2 separate regions of the Canis lupus genome follow, and region 1 is linked to region 2. Evidence: chromatin contacts called from public Hi-C data. All regions are on one chromosome and are shown on one strand. The core of a region is the stretch at or near the end of the contact, and the rest is flanking DNA. Distances in the headings are between cores, read along the strand shown. Region 1 holds the start of MYO9B (unconventional myosin-IXb). Region 2 overlaps MYO9B (unconventional myosin-IXb).

Region 1 (5,896 bases), core at 3,097-5,596, 51 kb before region 2:
CCTGGACAGTTGAAAAGCAGTTTCAAGTACATTCAAGAAACTAGAATGTACATATTTGTTTTAAACAGTAGTGGATTTTCCAGAGAAGCAATGTTATGATGAAGGATATAATTTGTGTTCAAGAACTAGACCACGTGTAAACATAATTGATGTTATAAGCAAGATCATCAAACAATGCTGTGACGGATGAACCTCCAGTCACTTGAACCAAAATGCTGCTCTAAGTTCTCTGAGACACGCACTGGCACGCAGCATACTTGAAGAAAAATAGTTCTTTGTGCCAGAGGCTTCAGCTCCAATGAAGGAGATCCTTGAGTCTACTGCCCAAAGTGGCACTGCCAAGAGTCAAGGGAGGTTGTTAACAGTGACTCCAGACCCATAGCGGGACACCAGGTGATGTGTGGGCACCCCTGAGGTACTGACAGAGAAGAAACCGAAGACTCTAATGTTTGCTAATGAATTCAGCTCCTGCTCTCCTCACCCATAGTTCCTAGTGGTTGGTCCTGAATACAGCCTGTGACCCCCACTGCCCTGGATGACCTTCGCCAGGTCCTCTTGCACCCCTGGCTGCATGGCTGGGTGACCAGACTCGAATCCCCCACGGTGTGACTAGAAGGAAATAAAGCCCTAGATCCCCTGCTCGGCCTGTTTTTCTCTTCTCCAACAGCACTTAACTGAAGCTGGATCGTAAACTCAAAATTTTGCTCACCTTGTGGTCTTCTGCCTTTCACCTTAGCGCCACCACCGGGAGTACTGGGACCCCCTGAGGAAGGCTTCCTAGAAGAGGGAGATGGAGAGTTAGTGTAGTTACGTAGTTGGCTAAGCTCAGGAAAGGCAGCGAGGAGCCTGGGCTTCCTAGGGACAACTCAGTCTCAGCATCCCCAACAGCCCCCCACCCCCACACTTATGTCTACAAGGCAGGGCCAACTTGACTGGAACAGACACAGAGAGCCTCTGCCCAGCTAAATCTGAGAAGGGCCCAGAGCAAGGAGAGCGAGAAGAGCAAGCAGGTTTGCCAAGCCTCAAAGATCTCAACTTAAGTCGGGGGGGTTCATTAATTCATCAGGCATTTATGTGCCTACCGTATGCTCCTGGTGATGCTGAGGGAACAAGACATAGAGCTCCTTACCTGAGAGGGAAAAGCAGCATCCTCCCGTCAGGCAGTGTGAAGAGTACCCCAGACACGTAAAGAGGTGAGGGGAGATGAGAGACAAAGCCCTGTTTGCTTGGGTACATGGGAAAGGGACAAGGGCAGAGGAGAATGTGGAACTAGGAACTGATCGGCCCTATGGCTTCACTGGAAACAGAGGAAGAGAGAAGGCGGCTGGGCTGGGCTGGGCTGGCAGGATTCAGACTTCCCAGCTTAGGGTTTAGGCCTGTCCTTCTAGCCTACCTACTGGCAATCTTTCCCTGTAAAGGGCCAGACAGCAAATATTTTCAGCTTTGTGGGCCATGTATTCCTGCCAAGAAATAACAAACCCTGAGTGTTATTCACCCCTGAAAAGAAGTAAAATATGGATACATGCTAAAGCAGATGAATTCAAAAATATTATCCTGGGATGGGGGCACCTGGGTGGCTCAGTTGTTTAAGTATCTGACTCTTGATTTCTGCCCAAGTCATGATCTCACGGTTGTGAGATAAAGCCTCAAGGCAGGCTCTGCCCTCGGAGTTGGCTTGAGATTCTCTCCCTTAACCCCTTCCCCTGCTCGTGCGTGCTCTCTCTCATAAATCAATCTTAAAAAAAAAAGAAAAAGAACCACTTAAATTAAAAAATATTATCCTGGGGGTACCTGGCTGGCTCCGTCCATGGGACATGCAACTCTTTTTTTTTTTTTTTTTAAAGATTTTATTTATTTATTCATGATAGTCACACAGAGGGAGACAGAGAGGCAGAGACACAGGCAGAGGGAGAAGCAGGCTCCATGCATCGGGAGCCCGACGTGGGATTCGATCCCGGGTCTCCAGGATCATGCCCCGGGCCAAAGGCAGGCGCCAAACCGCTGCGCCACCCAGGGATCCCGGGACATGCAACTCTTGATCTTGGGGTCATGAGTCTGAGCCCCACACTGGGGATAGCGTTTACTTAAATACATAAATAAAATCTCTTAAAAAAAAAAAACTATCTTGGGTGAAAGAAAACAGCTAAATAAGGCCACATATTGTACGATTCCACATATCTGAAATGTCCAGAACAGGCAAAGTGAGACAGAAAACAGATTGGTGATTGTCAGGAGCAGAGGGGTGGATGAAGAACAGGGAGTGACTTCAAATGGATACAAAGTTTCCTTCTGGGCTAATGAAAATGTTCTGGAACAAGCCAGAGTTGGTGGTTGCACAGTGTGACTGTCCTAAGGCCATTAGATCCCTCACTAAAATGACGTTATATTGGGATGCCTGGGTGGCTCAGTGGTTGAGTGTCTGCCTTTAGCTCAGGGCATGATCCTGGGGTCCAGGATCGAGTCCCACATTGGGTTCCTTGAGGGAGCCTCTTCTCCCTCTGCCTGTGTCTCTGTGTCTCTCATGAATAAATAAAATCTTTAAAAATAAAAAATAAATGACGTTATGTACATTTCACCCCTATTTAAGGAAAGAAAGAGCACAGACCAGTGCAATAGGAAAGAGGGAACCTTGAGGCAGGAAACTCGGGGATGCCTCCCAGGTGTCCAGTCTGAGCAACAGTGTCCCACCACCAACAGAGGCCAGCAACTCAGGAGGAGCAGACTAAGGGGCGGGGCAGGGGCCTGAGTGCTGTATCCCTTGCCAACATCAGGACCCAAGCTCCACTGGTCACAAAGCTGTGGTCCCCTTGCTCAGCGCACTGCAGCCATCTCCTGGGTAGCAGGTTCTGAGAACCCCAAGTGAGACCCAGGCAAGGAAGAGCAAGGCCTACCGGGTGAGTGGGCTCAGACAATCAGGCAGGTGCTGGGCCATAGTGGGGAGAGGCAACCAACCAAATAAAGGCTCACTGGGTGTCAGCAGCTCTGTTTCTTCACAGAACCCTCCCAATCCAACAAATAACCTCACTGTTGGCCTGCTTTACCCTCGTTTTCCAGACCAGGACCCAAGTGTTTGAACTGGTCACCCCTGGCAAGTCTCACCGCTGGCAAGGGACAGAACACGGATTCCCTATGGGGTCCGAGCCTGGGCTCTGGAGTCAAACCAGATGGGGGTGGTGGGTTCACTAACTACACCTGTACCAGCCTCAGGTACCTCCCCCCAAACCTCAAAGAGGCTAATGGCAATCTCACAGAGAGGGTAATTGACCCTGGAGAAAACACAAGTGATTTCACCTGGCCTATTAAACCTGTTTGTACTGGCACAATAAACACCAGCCGAGTGAGCAAATAAAACAAACCCGGCCCAGGAATCATGCCTGGCACCGGGTAAGTGGTCAAAGTCTGTCTGTCTTGGTCTTGCTGTGTGACCCTAGACAAATGACCTTCTTTCTCTCTTTGAGTCTCCATATCTCATTTTTAAAGGGGAAGCATAGAAAGGAGGGGTTGGCAGGATTAAAGGAGGTAACTTCAGTGGCCCAGCGCTCGTCCGCTATAAAATCGCTGCAATCGCGACAAATCACATTCAAGAGCCACGCACTGTTCTAAGGGCTCTGTAAGTTTCGCCGGCGCCTTACAAGGTTGAGCCGCGGCGACATTCGCCGGGTTTCGCGGTGGAGGAACGCGACGGCACAGAGAGGCTGAGCCGCGAGCCAGGGATCGCCCCGCACCCACACAGACCACTGGGGACTCGAGGTCTGGTTCCGCGCCCACGCTGCCGAGCATGCGCAGAGGCCGCCTCCCGCCCCCCAGAGCCCGGGCACCCTCGGTGGGTCCCGAAGGGGTCAGGTGCTCAGTCGCCAGCTCTGCCGTCCTTCTTCCTCCCCCAGTTCCCGGCCATGGCGCACTGGGCGGCACCTCCAAAATCCAGACCCGCGGGGCCCCAACTCACCCAGCGCCGCGCCCTGAGGAATCCGCCATTTCCCGCCTTTAACTCAAAGGCCGGCTCCTCAAGCCCAGGTCCCCGCCCCTTCGCCCCGGGCCGGGCCATCCTGCGCCGCCCTAGCAGGGGTGGCCGCGGGCCTCGGGAGCGTGCCTGCGGGTGCAGCGGGCGGCCCCTGCGCGCGCGCCTCCCTGTCTTCCCCTCCCGTTTGGTTTCACCCACCAGCGGGAGGAGGCGGCGTCCCGAGCCCGTTGGGAGTGGGCGGGTCTTCGCGGCGCCCCGCCCCGCGGCGCGCTGGCGTCACGCCCCCGCCCCGCCCCCCCGGAACCCGGAAGCGGGAGCGCGCGGGGGAGCGGCGGGCGCGGCGGGGCGGAGCGGCCCGACCAGCGGTGGGCGGTCGGGCGGGCGGGCGGCCGGGCAGGGACCCGGCCCGGGACCGGCGGCGCGCGGCGGCCGAGGCCCAGGTGAGTGGCGGCGTCCGCAGGGTTGGGGGCTCGATCTCGAGGCTCGCGTTGGCGGGTTGCCTGGTAGGGTACGGAGCTGAGGGCGAATACGGGGAGGCGCGAAGGCTGGGGTCGAGCGAGCGGGAACGAGCTGGGGGGGTCGTGAAGCGGCTGCTGGAGACGGAGTGGGAGCGGGACGGTCTAGGGGAAGGGTGATGGAACGGGCCCGGCGAGGGAGTTCGCGGATGCAGAGGGAGCAGGTCTGTGGCTTTGAGCGGCTTCTCTGAAGAGGACGTGGCTTTAGTGGTAGTTGAGGGGTCGCAGGAAACGGGGCTGGGAGGGGGAGAGGCGAGGAGGCGGGGTTGAGAGGCCCAGCCGGGGGACGTGGGGCAAGGCCGGCGGGGGGTTAGCCGGGGTGCGCCTGGGGAAGGGGTGCAGGACCGCCCTCGGCTGAAGGGGTAGTGGAATAGTGCCTGGGGCGGGGGAGGCGCCTGGGATTCTGTGGGTGCTCAGATTCTATAGGTCTGAGCCCATTGGTGTGGTGGCCGGCGGAATGGGGAAGGGGGAGATGGGGGATGGGAGAGGAGGAGAAGCCTCGGCCACTGAGAGCCAGTTCAGAGGGGGCTGAGGAGGAGAGCAAGGGACAAGAGCAGCCCGGTACAAACGTTGGGGGGCAGCCCATGGGATTTGGGGGCCCTCCTTCCTCTGGATTCATGTTTTCCAACTTCACTCCCCCAACCGCTGGGTAACTGGGGTGAGTCCCAGTGCCCTCTGGGCTGGTATTCTGGTATTCCAGACTAGAAAACCACACCGCTCTCCTCCTAAGACAGGGCTCTCCGGAGCCCAGGGGTTCCAGGGAGCAAGGAAAGAGCCTCCAGACCTCACGGGGGCCGGAACTGGGTTTGAGAGGGGAGGGAGGGGGTGTGCACACATTCGCGTGTGCGAGGCTGTCACCACCTCCTCGGAGTTGCATCCTTGGACTTAAATGGGTAAAACGACATACAGGAAATCTGTCCCCCGGCGGCTGTGAGCTCAGCCGGGGAGAGGCAGGGCAGCCGGCAGCCACGGGGCAGCAAGCGGGTGTGCTCTCCCTTCTCCCCGCTCCAGGTGCCGGGTAGGCCAGGGGTCTTTCAGGGAAAGCCTCTCCTGCACCTCTTTGTCTGAGGTAGGAGCTGCTGGGGACATTGTGTCTTGCAGTTGGAGGGTCCCAGCTCCTACCTTCCTGAGGTGTATTCTGGTCTTGGAATCTGCAGACTCTTAAGGCATCCAGGAGCAGTGGGAGGCCTCTTGGGCAGCTGAGCTGGGAAGTTGTTCCATCCTCTGTTGGGCCCGGCTTTGGCAAGGGCCTTGCACTGGGCGGTTTTAATTGGCATTAATTTCTCTTCTTTCCTAACCGTGGGGATCCTTGTCCGGGATCTGCCAGAAGGGCCAGGGTGGGGGCCTGCATTTGTAGCTTGTTCAGGAGATGAATCCGGATAGATTGAATGTAAAGAGGGCCACAGAGAGATAACTTCTC
Region 2 (5,136 bases), core at 1,629-4,128:
ACGTGGGACTCAATCCTGGGTCTCCAGGACCACAGCCCAGGCTGCAGGCGGCGCTAAACAGCTGCTCCACCAGGGCTGCCCCAAAATATTTTTTTTTTAAGTATATATTCTGAGTAGTTACAGTTGGTTAAAAAATGTAATTGTGATTTAATACTGCATAATGTTTTGGGTATTTTTGGGGGGTACTTTTTTTTAATAATCAGAAATCTTATGAATCAATAAAACTCTTTCACAGTTAAAAAAAAAAAAAAAAGGCACCTTGGCACAGTCCAAGGTTACTCAAGGGGATGATCCCTGCCTCTACATTCTGGTGCAAGGGTTTGCCGTGGCAGCAGGATTTACACCGGTTCCAGGTGATGCTCTGAGTAGCCCAAATGTTCCATGTGGGGAGACCCGAGCAACAGAGCCTGGAGAAGGCTCGGGCATTTCAGGAATGGAGAAGTCCTTGAGTGGCAGGAGATTGAATCCAGAGTATGTAGGTCTTCTGTTCATCTAACCTGACTCATGATCATTTCAAATGACAATGTATATTCAAGACACAAATAGGAATGTTGTTTCTCTCGAATCAGGATATTATTTTCTTGAACCCTCAGGCCTCTCTGCCCAGGCTCCAGCGGGCGGTGGTATGAGTGAGAAATCCCCAATAAATGGCAATTGTGCTTTGTCCCCTCAGCCCATAGACCATCCAGTGATCCCCCCCATCACTCAGTGCTGCTGGGCATCTGCATAGACATGGCCACCGCCTACCCCTGTTGCAGGGCGTCTGACCAGCAGGAGTTGCCCAGAGTACCTTCTTGGGCAGATGACACAGAATCATACCCCATCTACAATCCTGGAAACTCCCTCATGGGAGCAGAGATGCCAGGAGGCTACTTCATGTTTTCCCGGGTCCAGGGATGGCTCTGCAGCCATGGGTCAGACTGGAGCTTTGCTCCCAGCTTGCTCCTCTGTGTGGTCTCTGGTGTCCTATGGCTTCCATAAAAAAGTGCCACAAACTGGGGGGCTCAAGGCAGGAGGAATTTCTTGTCTCACAGCATTGAAGGTTGAAAGCCTGAAATCAATATGTAGGGAGGACAGCATTCCTTCCACAGCCTCCAAGAGAGGATTCTTTGTGCCCTCTGGCAGCTTCTGGTGACTCCAGGCCTTCCTTGGCTTATGGCCACATCACCCCAATCTCAGCTTCCATCATCACGTGGTCTTCTCTGCATCACTCAGTGTTCTTCTTCTTAGGACTTTGTCCCTGGATTTAGGGTCCACTCTGATCATGGAAGATGTTCGTATCTCCAGAGCCTTCCCTTAATTACATCTACAAAGACTCTTTTGCCATATAAAGTCAAACTCACAGCTTCCAAGTGGGCATACCTTCTGGGGGCCACCATGTGACCCAGTGTACCAGCAAGTGTTGGCCTTCAGCTAACTGGTCCAGCCTGTTCTGCCTGCCTCAGGCTCCCATCAAGCTCAGGGCCAGAGGTCCCGGGTGATTGTGTCTTACAGACCAACTTTTGAAAGTCCTGTCTGTGGCCTTGGATTCAGGAAAGGAAGTCCCACCTCAGCCCATGACCATGTGGCCTGCCCACGCTCGATGAGGAGGTACACTTCCTGTCCAGGGAGTGGTCACAGCCAGCTGGGGAAGAGCAGGCCCAGACCCAGTTCTGCTTTTGGGGAGGTGACACTTCTCAATGCCATTTCCTGTGGAGGCCAAGGGTCAGGGGCAGTCCAAGTCTTCCTCCAGTTCCCCAATTTGCAAGACCTCGTCTTCCTGTGGGTTCAGTGGCTCAGTACCGGGGGATCCCTGGCCCCCTACAAACCCCAGTAGGGTCCTGGCATTAAGAATGATCAGGGAAGGGAAGGGGCTGTCATTGTCACATGACAGCTCAATGCCAGTAAGGGGTCGCTGTCCTCTCCACTATGCCGACACAGCGCAGGGAATTGGCCACAGGTGGAGCTTCCAGCAGGAGTCTGATTCTAGAACCAGATATGGCTTCCCTCCCTAGGAGAACAAACCACCAACAACTAAAATAGTTACTAGCTGGGGGAAGGAATAGAAAAAAAAACATGGGTTTGAAAGATGAGAGGACACAGTCCGAGTCCATGGAAACCCGCCCGTGCATGTTTTGTTTGCATGTGTCCCAGGCAAGTCTGCAGACAGGCGACTGCTGTCCTGGAGAGAGAGGCAGGTGGTGTCTAGCAAGCCCTGGACCAGGGGCCCAGGGATGTCGCCCAGGCCTACCCACCTCTACCCCTACCCCCGGGTACCAGCTGCCTTTCCTATAAAACAGGATGGGCTCAGGTGAAGGGAGCCTGCAGAGCTATCCAGCTCCCACACGTGGTGGTGGTATAACCCATGAATGACCAGCCCCTCCAGCCCCACTGGGTGGGGTCCCTGCTAGGCTACTTCCCTCCTGGGGGGTCCTAGGCAGCAGGTGGCAGGTGGCCTCTTCAATTTTAGGATCTCATCTTTCAGTTGGAGCCACAGTGTCCACCCCCAGGGTGAAAGGATTCAGGGCATTTAATCCCTACAAAACAGTGCTGAGAATAGTCCTTACTACTGCTAACATTGAGAGTATAGCTGTAGAGGTCCCTGGGCCCTGCCCCAGAGCCCACACAGCCTCATGGACGCCTGACCATCAAATGTCCGTCAGCTAATGAATGGGTAACACATTGTGGCGTGAAGCTCTGATACATGCTGCAATGGGGCTGAATCTCAGAGTCACTGGGCTGAGTGACAAGGCAGACACAATATATATATACCGAAGGATTGTATTTCTTTAAAATTCTAGACAATGCAAACTAATCTATGGTGGGGCTAATCAGTGGCTGCTTGGGGTTGAGAGGCAGGGAGGGTTGACTAAGGGCCCAGGAAACTGGGTCATGGTGGTAGGTACACAGGTGCCTGCATGTGTCACAACTCATCAGTTCACACACTTCTAGCTTACTGTGCATCAGTGACAGCTTGTAAAGCTGGTGGAACAAAATAGGAAAGTACCCAGTCAAGACTCACCACGTGGGCAGCCCAGTGACCCAACGGTTTGGCGCTGCCTTCAGCCCAGGGCCTGATCCTGGAGACCCGGGATCGAGTCTCACATCAGGCTCCCTACATGGAGCCTGCTTCTCCCTCTGCCTGTGTCTGCCTCTCTCTCTCTGTGTCTGTCATGAATAAATAAATAAAATCTTAAAAAAAAAAAAAAAGACTCACCACGTTGCCTATATTAAATATGTGCAGTTTATATCAATAAAGAAGTTATAAAAAAAATAGAGGGGTGCCTGGATGCCCTAGTTGGTTAAGTGCCTTCTTCAGCTCAGATCTTGATCCCAGGGTCCTGGGATCAGCCCCCATGTTGGCCTCCCTGCTCAGCAGGGAGACCTCTCCTTCTGTCCTCCCACCCCCAAAGCTCACTTGGTCTCCCTCTCAAATAAATAAATAAAATCTTTAAAAAAAATAAAAAATGAACCTATTATCTTGGATTTTTAACGGGAAAAGCATTTAAAGGCTGAGGAGGTGGTGAATGCAGAGGGCGACCTTCCCCTGTTGTCCGTGAACACATGGGTACAGTTGCCCCAGTTCCCGCTGCCTGAGGGGGGTACCCCAGGGTGCTTCTTAAGCTTCTGAACAGTGATCAACTCGTATCTGGTCTGGCGAGCAGAAGTGGCCAATCCAGGTTCCTTTTCTTTTTTTTTTTAATTTTTATTTATTTATGATAGTCACAGAGAGAGAGAGAGAGAGAGAGAGGCAGAGACATAGGCAGAGGGAGAAGCAGGCTCCATGCACCGGGAGCCCGACGTGGGATTCGACCCCGGGTCTCCAGGATCGCGCCCTGGGCCAAAGGCAGGTGCTAAACCGCTGCGCCACCCAGGGATCCCCTCCAGGTTCCTTATTTTTATGGATGGCAGTCATAAGACAAGGCGACACTTGGGGGTGATTGATTATATACATGACATTTAGGGTAGTTATATTTATGACCACTTAGATTGATTATATTTGCCACATTTAGATTGACTGTGATATTTAGGATGATTTTTTTTTTTTTTAAGATTTTAGTTATTTATTTGAGACAGAAAGTGAGAGAGAGAGAGCATGAGAGGGAGGGGCAGAAGCAGACTCCTTGCTGAGCAGGGAGCCTGGCGCGGGGCTCCATCCCAGGCCAGCATGAGCCAAAGGCAGATGCTTAACCAACGAGCCACCCAGGTGCCCCAGGATGATTGTATTTCTAAAGGGTGATTTAGGTACCTGTGTTTACCTTGTGTCAAAGGAAATTAATCCTCAGCTGGCTTTATTGTGACAAATTACTCTGTTCTAGAAAACTATCAAAATGTAACATTTTACTCATCTTCCTTTTAATAACAGGGCTGTTGTTGAAAAATACCTGCTTGAAAAGTCTCGCCTCGTCTCTCAAGAGAAGGATGAGAGGTAGGAGGAAATTTCCTCAGTGACCCACCACATCTGCCTTCTTCCCCACAAAGGAGTGAAGCAGGTGTCCTAGCCCTATGGGAGATGGTGGCCAATCTCCCAGGAGCAAGGCTGCTCTGTGGCTGCAAGCTTTGCAACTCATACCTCCTAAACCACCTTCTTGTGCTTATTTTTGTGCCTACCCAGGCTTTTACCCAGAGTAATACCCCTCATCCCCAGACATCTCCTCACCGGAGAAGCTCACGGTTTAGTTTTCCTTTTAAGACATCATAAGAATCAACTTATTGTCTCAAATTGGTACATATTTGAGGTGTGTGGTTTTTTTTTTCCTCCCTGGTGTGGTCCCCAAAGCAATATTAGTAGTGGTTTGAAGAGTAGCCGTTGCTTGGCCTCCAAAAATGAATTTTTTCTCCTCCTTTTGACCCACAGGAACTACCACGTGTTTTATTATTTGTTACTTGGCGTCAGCGAGGAAGAGCGTCAAGAATTTCAGCTCAAGCAGCCTGAAGATTATTTCTACCTCAACCAGGTAAACAGCCCCGAGCCGCGGCCACAAACGCTGCCTCTGTTCCCCATGGGCTGTTTACACGCCAGGAGGTCAGAGGCTGTCTGCCTGGGCCCTCTCTGGCCCCCAGACCGACTCCAAGGAGGCGGCATAAAGGGGCCCATTCATTCCCTGTGTCCTGAGCCCTGCCCCACCAGTCCCAGCCAAAATCACTCTTGCACGC

Evidence for each region. Hi-C and Micro-C count contacts between places; a contact is called where the count stands out from the background.
Region 1: a contact with region 2 is called in a Hi-C map of blood, with 3 times the contacts expected there. The contact joins the promoter of MYO9B here to the enhancer-like site in region 2.

What each region holds. Positions count from the first base shown.
Region 1 is chr20:46,008,612-46,014,507 of UU_Cfam_GSD_1.0, reverse strand. It overlaps MYO9B (unconventional myosin-IXb), which reads left to right and starts at 4,346. Exons shown (of 41, transcript XM_038566933.1): 1 at 4,346-4,401. It overlaps HAUS8 (HAUS augmin-like complex subunit 8), which reads right to left and starts at 5,778. Exons shown (of 11, transcript XM_038566934.1): 1 at 5,599-5,778; 2 at 710-777. The coding sequence starts at 5,753.
Region 2 is chr20:45,956,708-45,961,843 of UU_Cfam_GSD_1.0, reverse strand. MYO9B (unconventional myosin-IXb) reads left to right here. Exons shown (of 41, transcript XM_038566933.1): 4 at 4,346-4,408; 5 at 4,838-4,937. Among named protein-coding and RNA genes, the nearest start is that of USE1, 40 kb to the right of the region's middle. Within about 2 kb of position 2,878, at least 2 of the 20 cell types and tissues checked have an H3K27ac peak or open chromatin away from gene starts, as enhancers often do. A contact at or near this core is called in blood, where this site is marked.